Regions from separate parts of the Mus musculus genome. Here region 1 is linked to region 2. The links are chromatin contacts, called in public HiChIP or PLAC-seq maps. All regions are on one chromosome and are shown on one strand. The core of a region is the stretch at or near the end of the contact, and the rest is flanking DNA. Distances in the headings are between cores, read along the strand shown.

What was found. HiChIP or PLAC-seq counts read pairs in DNA pulled down with a chosen protein or histone mark.
Region 1: a contact with region 2 is called in a CTCF HiChIP or PLAC-seq map of the NIH/3T3 cell line, with 10 read pairs. The contact joins two enhancer-like sites. A contact is called at or near these places in 1 of 15 datasets of contacts at CTCF or cohesin (the NIH/3T3 cell line), 1 of 484 Hi-C or Micro-C datasets (muscle stem cells) and 2 of 115 datasets of contacts at active chromatin or transcription factors (T-cell acute lymphoblastic leukemia and pancreatic cancer cells).

What each region holds. Positions count from the first base shown.
Region 1 is chr3:69,437,280-69,443,199 of GRCm38.p6, reverse strand. The region is part of intron 1 of Ppm1l (protein phosphatase 1 (formerly 2C)-like); the gene reads right to left. Among named protein-coding and RNA genes, the nearest start is that of Gm52607, 22 kb to the left of the region's middle. Within about 2 kb of position 2,814, at least 62 of the 459 cell types and tissues checked have an H3K27ac peak or open chromatin away from gene starts, as enhancers often do. A contact at or near this core is called in the NIH/3T3 cell line, where this site is marked.
Region 2 is chr3:69,351,488-69,357,768 of GRCm38.p6, reverse strand. The region is part of intron 1 of Ppm1l (protein phosphatase 1 (formerly 2C)-like); the gene reads right to left. Among named protein-coding and RNA genes, the nearest start is that of Ppm1l, 38 kb to the right of the region's middle. Within about 2 kb of position 1,363, at least 19 of the 459 cell types and tissues checked have an H3K27ac peak or open chromatin away from gene starts, as enhancers often do. A contact at or near this core is called in the NIH/3T3 cell line, where this site is marked.

The DNA.
Region 1 (5,920 bases), core at 1,565-4,064, 84 kb before region 2:
GCTCACATCTGTCTGCAACTACATGATCCAATAGCCATTTACACAACTTACTAAAATGGTCTTTAAGTCTCACAGATTTATATTTTGTTTTGTTTTAAACAGCACTGAAGGCAGAAAATGATTTAGAGACATACAAGGTTGTTTCTACTCTGGGGCCACAGATGAATCTAACCTGGCCATCAGGGAGGAGTGACCTTGGTCTTTTTGATGCAGGCACTCTGACAGAAAAGCAGCACGGCTGTTCACCTTCATATTATGACATCTAGAGCCTGGTTCCCAGCATCAGGAAAATGGCGGATGAGACCTAACAGCCAATTCTGTTTGCTCATGTCCCAGGGACACAACTGAACACAGTGCTGAGTGAGCAGTCCCAGAGCCTAGCTGGAGGAAAGGCACCCACTGTGTGCCATCTATGATGTGCTTAGAAGTATCTCAGCCGGGCTGGTGAGATGGCTCAGTGGGTAAGAGCACCCGACTGCTCTTCCGAAGGTCCGGAGTTCAAATCCCAGCAACCACATGGTGGCTCACAACCATCTGTAACAAGATCTGACGCCCTCTTCTGGAGTGTCTGAAGACAGCTACAGTGTACTTATATATAATAAATAAATAAACAAACAAACAAATAAGTAAAAAATAAGTATCTCAGCCTATACATATTCCTACAGGCACTTTCCTATGCTGACTCGGTCTTCTATAGAGATAAAATATTTGTCCATCACAAAAGGAAGGGAAGATGTTATTTCAAATAGGAAGCACATGGATCTTGATGAGAGGAAGGCAAGCTCAGAATACTCTGAGGATCTTGGTCAGGAAATTAGGATGTTTGCTTCTGAGTTACAGAGAGCCATCTATGATGCTATGATGCTACATTTAACATGCAATGATCAGATAAGAACTCATTTTATGGCAACAATATAAAGGCATACATATAACAGAGACACATGAGCTACAGCTCTATCATTCTATCTGAAAACTAGAAAAGCAAAACTCAGACATTTAGACTTTTAAAAGAAAAACAGTTATCTCTAAGCCAGGTGTGGTACTGCACATCTTTAATCCCAGCACTTAGGAGGCAGAGACAGGAGGATCCCTGAGTTCAAGGCCAGCCTGGTCTACAGAGCCAGTTCCAGGACAGCCAGGCCTACAGACAAACCCTGTCTTGACAAACCAAAAATGAAAAAAGAAAAAAAAAAGAGTTATGTCTAAAACAATAATGATTTGTACCCTTTTCAATGAACTGCAAGGAATCCAATGACTAATTGCAACCTTCTTCACTCTTAGAGAAGACAGTGTGTAAAAATGTGACTTTTATCTTGCCTCTGGCCTCTTAAGGGTTGAGTCTGAGAAACACACATACACAGTGGGACAGATATACTATTAGCCACAGCGAAGATCATTCCTAACACTAACACTATCAGTCTACAAAATCCATAGCCTACTTACACTTTGCTAACACGTTTATATGTATGTTTTTCTTCATGGCTTTTTATAAAATCTTTTATTAACAAAAATTTAGCCAGTAGGGAATAGGAGAGTAGACCTTAATTAACTGTTCATACAAGTGATAAAGAAGGATTTCTAATACCTTAGGTCAGGCCGGTAAAGGAGGTGGGACAGGAAAGAAGAGGCTGGAGAAGGGCTGAGAAGGGTTTCTGGGCATCCTGAAGCCCACCAGAATTGCCAAGGGGCCTACACTACTCCTATCCTCCCCCAGACCTGCCATCCCCACCCATCTACAGGTTGATTCAAAAGGATAAGGTAAAGGTGACTGAGAGGAACAGACCACCAGTACCTTGCTCATGGAAAGAGAGTGTCTTTTTGGGAGGTGTCAAGTCATGCTCTGGAAGCTGAGGTCCAGAAATCAGAACTACCACACACTGAATTGCTTCTCTGAGACTTAACACTACTTCTTAGCTCAATAAACTTCTGGAAAGTTTTTAATAACGATACCGGGTTGTCACTTGGTTTAATGGTATACAAGATCTTATCTGTCACACTTTCTTTCCCTAGTACTTCAGGAAACCCTAAAACAGCATGAAAATGGCCCTGTTCCATGGTATGGAGGCTCTGGGCTGGATTAAATCCCTGGCACTAGTGCTCTGCTGCAGTGATCAGCTTTTAGAGACCATTCAGCTAAAGCTCACCTACTCAACCCCTGTTTACTAGGAAGTGGCTTCACAGTGGTTAGTAAGCGCATTAGTCACTGAAGAGTCACTATGAACAACGTTAGCATCATCAGCTCCGCGGGGTTCCTCGAACCACAGGGGCAGAGCTCAAACATCTGGCTAATCTCTACTGTCTATGGAGAAATGAGGCCCCTTGTCATTTCTTCAGTGTCATTGCTTTCCAATCCTCTGTCCTTTGTAGTAGGTTTCAGCAGCTACAAATCCCTGCACCCCAGGTCCCAGGAGAGCCATGAGTTTCTGCCCACTACATTTGTAGACCACTGCGTTATGCTGTCAGGTCAGCAAGTGTGGCATCTACTGCTTGTTCTACTTAAAGCTGTAGCCCACTGAGAAGGTTTCAATTGTAAAGTCTAATTAATCATACAGAGCTCCCCACTACTGAACATAGCTTTGCTATGAAGCCCTTTAATTGTCTGCAACTGCCTGGTTTCTCCCTCTCTTTTTTAAAACGCCCCATCACTTTGAATTTCTCTTTAGACAACAGTCATTTTCTTCCAATTTCATCCCGCATTTGGATGGTAAATTCTTGATGGATCGGAATTGTGTCATCCCTCTATTTAGATGAATAAATTGAGGCTTTAGAAAGTGGAACAACTTGTCAAATGATAGCAAGTGGCAACGTGGGGACTCACGCCAGCTCTGAGTAACTCTAGGCTCAGGCTAGTTCCTCCCCTTATCCTCTATATCCCTGAACCCTTCCTTAGACAGCAAGTTAGCAGTTCCTTTAGCAAAACAGGAACACAGCACACTGCCAGTTGGAGGTGGGAAACATTAAAGTGATGTTCTCCTGATGGGCCACCATTCCTCCAATCATACTCTGGGGGAACAACAGCAATAGCAACACCACAAGTAACTGAATTTGGGGGCCATTATTTTTATCTTTTAAAACTTATGAGAGTGGAGATGTAACTCAGTTGACAGAGTGTTTGCCTAATATGTACAGAACTCTGGGTTCAATCCCCACCATGTTAATAGCTAGCCAGGGTGGCAGACATCAGTACTCTTAGCACTCAGGGGTTGGAAGCAAGAAGATCATAATTCCTGGCCATCCTTGTCTGTAGAGTGAGTTCAAGTCCGGCTTGGGATACATAAAAGCCGGTCTCAAACAAAGGTTTTTTAATGGGAAAGGAAAGGAAACTTGAAAAAGTTAGATGGATACTGGCAGCTTTATTCAGGACACGTGAGATCATTTAGCACAACCCTATACTGTGGTGCATGGAGTTCTGAGTGTATATGTTTCATATTTTAAAAGACATAGGACATTAACATTTCTTGTTACATATCATGAAATACAACTATCCTTCATGAATTTCACATAATTCACTAGGAGAGTATCTTGTAGCAAGGAGCTTTAACAGTAGCATTTCACAGTACAACACATACAGTAACTGACTTCAAAGCCATGAAAAAAACAAACCCGCGTTTATTGCCAGCATTTCTTTCCCCGTCAATCCTCTTCTATCCCTTTTGGTAGCTTGCTTATGGCAGTGCATAAATGTATATACCAAAACTCACGTAACTTGTCAAATGCTTGCCCTTTATTGTATGTAAATTATAATTCAATAAAGTAAACCTAAAGTCTTAAGCATGCATTTAAATAAATTGCCAAGCCAAATGCTCTAAGATCTACCATTACTAGGATTACAGCTGGCAGCAGCCTACTCTGTGCCAGCGCACGGTGATTAAGTGCAGCAACCCACACGGCGTCTGACATTCAATGAGGAAGTCACAAAAAAGTAGAATGTGCTTCACACCATGATTAATATAGGATCCCTATATTTAGTTTCTGTTTGAACATTTCCCCTCCTTTCCCTCCATCCCTGAACCCTGCTGAGGACATAGTATAAATCTGAAGGCTAAAGATCACAAAGTTTTGATGAATGAAACAGACAAGAACATGACAGACTCTTGCAGGACAAAATGAACTCCCACCCCCACCCCCGTTGTCATTTTTAAACTAATTGTAGTTATTTAAAGTAACCTTCGAGCGTGCATCAAAGTAAGCTGGGGACAGCAATGACGTGGGCTCTTTACACACTTTTATCTACAGCAGATAGAACCACGTTCCTTCCCAGAGAGGCATGTTCAGATTCTACTGCTATAGTTCTGGACGAATGTCTGTGGATGACCATACTTGGAAATGAGAGAGAACGAGAGGGGGAAGAAAGGAAGAAAACAACAATAACAAAACCCAAAAGTCCAGTACCATCTCTTGGAGTCAGAGCCTTATTAGAAGTAAAATACAACAAAAGTAACAGATATCACTTATCACGTTTCTTCATATTAAAAATAAAACCTTTGTTGTCTGATTCCTATAATTTGCAGCATAAAAGCACAGTATTCGTTAATACCTAGTTAATGAGTATGCAGTCATATTTTAAGAGAGAAAACATTACCTCAGAGAAGCCTATTTTTAAAAGCTTCTGAATAGTTGGAGGAACACTAAGCTGCCCTCTTCATTAAGAAACAGATGCAATCAAGTGTTCAACAATTCAACAATTACCATGAAGTAAGCCAAAGGCATGGTATCCTACTGTGAAGGGACACTGAATTTTACTACACCCATACCCTACTGTCAATGGATTTGAAAGGATGTTGAATATGACTAAGAAGACAGAGAAAGGGATCTCTGGACACGGACTGAAGCAGATGGGCTGGGGTGGGGGTAGGGGGTAGGAACAGGCAAGAGGAAGAAAAGAGAGTGTTGACTTCGCCATACTCAAAATGCTCAAAGTCAATCTGACTGACTCAAGAGTTGATACTGGCTCCTTGGGAGTTGCTTTCAGTTAAAAACGGAAACTGTTTAGGAGAGGTTTTTATACTGCTCAAAGGGGCATTTGATAGAAAATTTAAATAACACGAATTTAAGTGCAGATTCTGTGCTTAGGAAAATAAATAAATAAATCCACAAGACATTATTTCCTCAGGAATATGAAGTAGTTGGAAGACATATTTGGGAACAGTACAGTTTGGACTATTGTTAATCTAATAGCAATGAAACCTCCTTCTCCACAGCAGTAAAATTTTATGATAAAGCTCCATCCAGAGGTTTGGAAAATGTTGCTGCATTTATTTTCCAGAAACATGCATCCAGTCAGCACAAGTTCTTCTCCAAAGCACAAAACAGCCCTTACCTAAGTAGCTAGCTTGCCAAACCCTTCACCTTTAGAAATTTCCTAATAGCTCTCATTTCCATTTTTCTAGATTTACTGTAATCAGTCATAAATCTGAAAATTCGTATTTCCTATTTGCTTTCAGATAAAGCCAAAATGACTAATATACATCATAGAACACAGGGGTGAATGGAGGGAGGGAGGGAGAATGGCAAAAGGAAAGTATTTCACTCAGAAAAAAACAAAAAACAAAACAAAACAAACAAACAAACAAAAAAACAAGAGCATTGCTCCTCTCCTGCTGCTGCAAGATGGCCAAATTTCTTCTCCATGCAAGGAATTGCACATTGCTGGAAAAAGCATGTCCCCCTTTTATATCAAAGGAGGTATTTCAGGGGCTTGTTGCACACTGTCTCCTAAAAGTCAGAGCCACACAGAAGAGTGAGGGCTAACTCCAACAGATAGGTACTTACAGAGGTCCACCTCTGTGCACACCATCTTCTCTCCCTCTGTTGTGCTCTCTCTTCCTCTCATCTCCCCTCCCCCAAGCACTGCTTCTCAAACTGGGGTCACCAGAAAAGTACCATCAGCACCACTTAGAGCTCATTAGAAATCCAAATA
Region 2 (6,281 bases), core at 114-2,613:
ATGTTGCAAACACAGCTATCTACACACAAAGCTGGGCGAGGAGATTATTTATGATACCTCATAGATTTGATTAAGGAAAAATAAGATCCAAAGTATAAAACAACAAATCTCATCTATTTATTAAAACCATCAAAATCTGCACCATGGGAGGTCCATCGTAGATAACTGGCTACAACTGATTCTCAAACCAAATAAGTAGACAGAAGGACTGTCAAAAAAAGAAAAAAGGAAAAAAAAAAAAAAGACAGCCATAGAGTTTGTTTAATAAAGAGCTAACTGCTTGGTTTTTTGTTTGTGGGTTTTTTTTCTGTCTTCAAGTTTTCTCAAAAAGAAAACATGCAATTACCGCGTCTGGTAAAATGCCTGCCTGTGGTCTCTGCTGTCATATCTAATTTTAGGTGTGGAAGTGGAATTTTCTCAGGCATTCTTACTTTGAAAGCTGCACTGTTGAACTTTGGAATATCAAAATCTCTGGAAGCTTGAAATTATCCAACAACGCTTATAATCTAGCAGACACAGTGGTCCTTTAGCAAGGAAGAGACTTTTAAAAACAACCTTCTAATATTTTTTAAAGATTAAATACTACCTAGGAAAAAATTTAAGACCAATAAAGGCAGTGGAGGGAAATGTATTTGAATATGAAAGTTCAAAGACTAGCATGGAAAACTGTTCTCCATCTCTGAGTTGTTACACACCATCAAAGTGCTAAATAAAAAGTAACCGTGGTAAAAATGACTTAGGAAGACTGTTCTCGGGCAGGAAACAGTCACCACAGAGCACGTGCATGTATCTGTCCATCTAAACGCTGACATTTCATTTCTCATTAGATCTTATTTAAATTTGCATGACAGATAACAGTCATTTTCTTTGTTTTTAGGGTTGACAAGGTCTCACTGTGTGGCCCAAGTTCCCCTCAAACTCCTGCCTCATCTCTAGAATGACAGGAACACAGACTTGCCGTTCTAGCATTTAATATTTTTTTCTTGACGTAGACATTAGCATTCTTTTTTTAAAAAAAGTTATCGGTAGTTTCTTCAAAACATGGAAGGTTGGGATGTCTTACTCAAGATGGGCATAAATTTGGTTAAATTATTAAACAAACGGTCAGAAGCCAGAAGGGGGTTGGCCTTCCAAGGGCGCTGGATTAATGACAATTAATTAATTAATGCAGGAGGAACTGTGCTCAGTGCCTAGAGGGGCCAGCACTCCTCCCCCTGGCAGAGCCACACCCTGAGTCCTCCCCAGGCTTTCACAGGCTGTGCTCCCTTATCCTCAGGGCTCTCTTAACCGCAGCCAGTCCAGCTGACCAACCTCCCCCTCCCGGGAAACTCAGGAGTCTTACAGCAAATCCATGAAGGGAAATTTCCCCAGTCCCTATGTAGAGGCTGTGCCTCTGTTCTCCTTCCAATGAGTCTGGATTACTCACACCAGTGGTATGAGTAATAATTTTTTTTGTTTTGTTTTTATTTTAAATTAAAACAAGCATGGTGGTACATGCCTATAAATCCAGCAGAGGAAATGAAGGCAGGAAGGTCGTTAAGTCTGAGGCTAGGCTGAGCAGCATACCGAGACTCTGATTTGCCGAATTCTTATGCTCTACTACGTTTTATTTCCTTCTTTCAAGAAAATTAACTTTATAAAAATACATTTTCTGGGGCTTGAGAAATGGCTCAGCAGTTAAGAGCATGTATTCCTCATCCAGAAAACGGGGGCTCCATTCCCAGTCCTGTTGTCGGATGGCTCACTTGTACACCCCATTGTACACGATCTGTAAGTCTAGCTCCCAAGGGATCCAAATGTGCCCTCTGTGTGTATATGAGCTCTCAGATGCACATTCTTACACACAGACATGCACATAATTAAAGACAATAAAAATATGAGATCTTAGAAATAAAATACACTGCCCCAAGAGAACCACTGCTCTTGCCATAGCAAAAATATCGAAACTCAGATCTTTGTGACTTTCCAAAGTCCATGTTCTTTTTCCATCATATCACCCTGTCTTCTAATGTAGCCTTACCGAAGATGTTTATAACTTACAGCATAATGCGCACGCACATGTGTGCCCATGTGTATGCTTTTCTGAACAGATCTGCTTACCATGCGCTTGCTCTACCATAATAACACTCTAAGAGCTTAATACAGACATGAATTTGCTAGGCGTGACAGTGCATACCTCTGATCCCAGCATTTAGTTGGCAGAGACGGATCTCTGTTGAGTTCAAGGCCAGCATGGTCTTGAACATGTGCAAATATCATAGCACATTTGAGACCAGCCAGTCTCAAATGTGAGAGTCTGGAGGTGGGGGAGATTGGGGGCGGGGGATAGAGAGCAGAGAATGAATAAATGTAAAGAAATAATGGAGCCAACTCAGGACTCCATTAGCAAACTAGTGTTCTTCCTAATGCCCTGACCCGATGAGAGCCTCTTCCCTATTTTAAATATTAAAGAAATCCTAATGCCAGCGTGGGTTCACACCCAGCATCCTGAAATCTCAGTTCTACACACACACACACACACACACACACACACACACACACACATACACACACACACACACACAGACACACATACACATACACACACACACACACACACACAGACACACACATACACACACACACATACACACACAGACACACACACACATACACACACAGACACACACACACATACACACACACACACACACACACACACACATACACACACACACACACACACACACACACACACACACACACACTGGTGCTGGTGCTGATGGTAGTGCCTGCCTGGCGGTGGAGGTAAAGGTCAAAGGTGAGAGCAGGAAAGGGAAAACCAGGAAGGTGTGGTTAGGAGATCACTCTAGCTTTCTGGAACATTGTGGAATCTATCAGAGCGAGAAGAGACTTTCCTTGTCACATGACTTGACACAGGCCAATGGTGTTAAATTGGCAGTTCTCTACTCTGGATAGCCAGAAATAAACTATCACTATCTCTTGGCCCTTACAACTTGTAAAATACACACATTTTTTTTTTCTTTACTCCAAGTGCAAAAAGTCCTTCTAAGCAAAGGTTTAATGATCATGTTCATTAAGGGCTGATTGGCCCTAAAATGCTATGTTCATATGTTTTAAAGAGCTATTTAACAAATACATGGAAATTTGCAACCTACTCTTTTATTGCATATCCACTGTACACAGAGATGCCCTCCAATGCCACATTGTTCCCCTGGGCAGTCTATTTCTACTTTGACAAATACGAAGGAATGGTTTCATGATCCACAGAAAATCCAAAATCCGCAAATGAGAAATAATAACAATATTTGACTTTCTGTGACTGACTCACTTCACGCAATCTGATGCTCTCCAGTTGCGGCCATTTCCCCTCAAATGACATAGTTTCATCCTTCTCTAGAGTTAACCAAAGTACATTTTCTGCATCCTTTGTCAACAGCCTCCTAGGGTGGTTTCACAACTTAGGGATGTCAATGTGGCTACAGTGATCATAAAGATGTGCAAGCAGCCCTGTAACAACCTGCTTTTAAACAACCAATGAGCACAGAGGAAATGTTTATGTAAAAATGGAGATGAGGCACATCAAACCCTATGGACATCAGCGAAGGCTGGTATCACAGGCAGGTATCAGAGCCCAGGGGAAAGGGCAGCATCCCACACCTGCACCGAAAAGCAGGATCCGCCCTGATAAAAACCCAGTGCTGCATCTCAGGGCACCAGGAAAACTACAAGGTAAAGAAAGAAGAAAATCAGGACAGAAGTGAAACAGAGACTTTGAAGAACAAAACCAAGAAACAACCAGCTACTTCTTTAAAAAGATAAAGCAGACAGATCCTTAATTAGATGAGAGAGAGAGAGAGAGAGAGAGAGAGAGAGAGAGAGAGAGAGAGAGAGAGAGAGAGAGGACTCAGTTCCAAGAAATCAAAAGTATAAAGTACAAAAGATCTTTAGAGAGTAATATTAACTACCACAAGCCAACTAATTGGAAAACCTGGAAGAAATGGACTCACAGGCCAAAACCCATCACCAAGATTCAATCCTGAAGAAACACAACCTGAAAAGACCAGTAGTAACATAAAGTTACCGAATCAGTAAAACAGTCGCCCATGGGGAAAAGCCCAGCGGGAGACTGATGCACTCCAGAGCTCTACCTGAAGATAGCTGTCAGCTGAACTGCCACAGGCCTGAGAGCAAGAACAGAAGCAAACAGCCAAAGGTAGCACAGGCCTGCAATCTCTGCAGTCAGGAGGCCGAGGCAGGAGAGTCAAAAGCTTGGGGCTCCTTTGGCCCAGACAGTGAGAGGCCATCTCAAAGCAGGAGGAAGAAAGAGAAGATCTGTGGACTAATGATACCAATTCGCCTTCAAGTATTCAAGGGGATAATTCTAAATGCATGCAAGAGGCCAGCTTTATTGGAACACCAAAACCAGAGAAGGAAAAGCAAAAAAGAAAACCACAGATCAGCATTACTGATGAGCAGAGGCAAAAACCCTCATCAAACTAATCAAAAAATGTATTAATTCTTATTATTAATTAATAACTATTAATTATTGATTAATTATTAACAAACAATTCACTGTGGTGAATATTGGCAGTTTAACACATACAAATCAATCAGTTGGGTATATCAAGTAAACAAATGTCGAATCATACGATCTTCCAAATGGATATAGAAAAGGTATTTTTAGTCAGCTACTGGCTAGAGCCTCTCAGAGGACAGCCATGCTAGACTCCTGTCTGCAAGCATAACAGACTATCATTAATAGTGTCAGAGATTGGTGCTTGCCCATGGGATGGGTCTCTAGTTGGCCCAGTTACTGGTTGGCCATTCTCTCAGTCTCTACTCCATCTCCCATCCCTGCATTTTATGTAGACAGGATAAATTTTGGGTGAAAAGTTTTGTGGGTAGGTTGGTGTCCTATCAATCCCCAGGGGTTCCTGTCTGGCCACAGGTTAGGATACCTGCATTGATTCTTGGGTGCCTCCCCTCTCTCAAGTCTCTGCCTCTTTCTAGACCTCCTACCCCCTTCCTCTGTTGCAGATTTCCATTCATTCTCCTGGCCATCACCCAGTCCCCCACACACACCTGACCCCCAAACCCCCCACTACTCCCCTGACCACCCTCTCCCACCCAGTTCTTTCCCTCCATCTGCCTTCCACTACGATTCCATTCCAAGTGCAGCTCAAGCATCCTTAGGCAAGGTTTCTTATTTCAAGGTATCTCAGATGCTCACGGTGCTCATCCAAGCTAAAACAAAATCTTAAGCTGCTTTTCAGAATTAAAAAAGTAAAGACAACTCATTGGGTCTTGGGCATTTTCTCATGACTGGTCAGCACTGCTTCAAAGACAAGGTTGTAAGCCAGGAAGCTTGGGTGTAGCTATCAGGGGTTCTCACTGGCTCTGCTTCTTATCTTCAAGTGGTTTTGGCAAGTTTTCACACAGCAACTTAAAACCATTCACAACTCCAGTTTCAGGGCTCCAAATGACCTCTTTTAGTCTCTGGGGGCTTTCTGTATACAAATGGTACACATACATAAAAATTAAAGAAATATTAAAAGCAAGAAGGTATAGAAAATAACTGGAAAAATCTTTTTGCTTTTTCTCTTATTATTACTATAAGGATCAGAAGGGGGGGAGGAGATTTTGAGCATCAGTCCTGAACTGGAAATTAGACCTATTTACTATAAGTCTATGTTTTCTTAAATAAACTGTGAACACTTACTCAGAGCAAAGCATCAAGTTTTCAAACTTTATACATGGGAGTAATAAAAATTAAAGCACTGTTCATAGGCATCAAGGAAAAGGATACTACACCTTCTGGTTTTGGTGTTGGGGTGTGTGTGTGTGTGTGTGTGTGTGTGTGTACATATGCATATGTGTGCATACCTCTGTGTGTGCCTGTGTGTATTTGTGTATGTGTGTCTGGTATATGTCTGTGCACCGCATGCACGCCTGGTGCCCACAGAAGTAAGGAAAGGGTATCAGATCCTCTGGAACTAGAGTTATGGGTGGTTGTGAACTATCTATCATGTGGACGCTGGGACATTAACCCCAGTCCTTTGCAAGAGCTGCACAAGCTCTTCAATGATCAGCCATCTCTCCAACCCACTTCTTGTTTTTAACACAAGGTCTCTCACTGGCCTGGAATTCACCAGGACAACTAGGCTTGCTGACCAATGGGTCCCACGAATCCACCTGTCTCCACCTCTCCAGTGATGGGCTTAAAAGCACACTCCACCACATAGAGCTTTTTGTGAATGGGTTCTGGGAATCTCACGCAG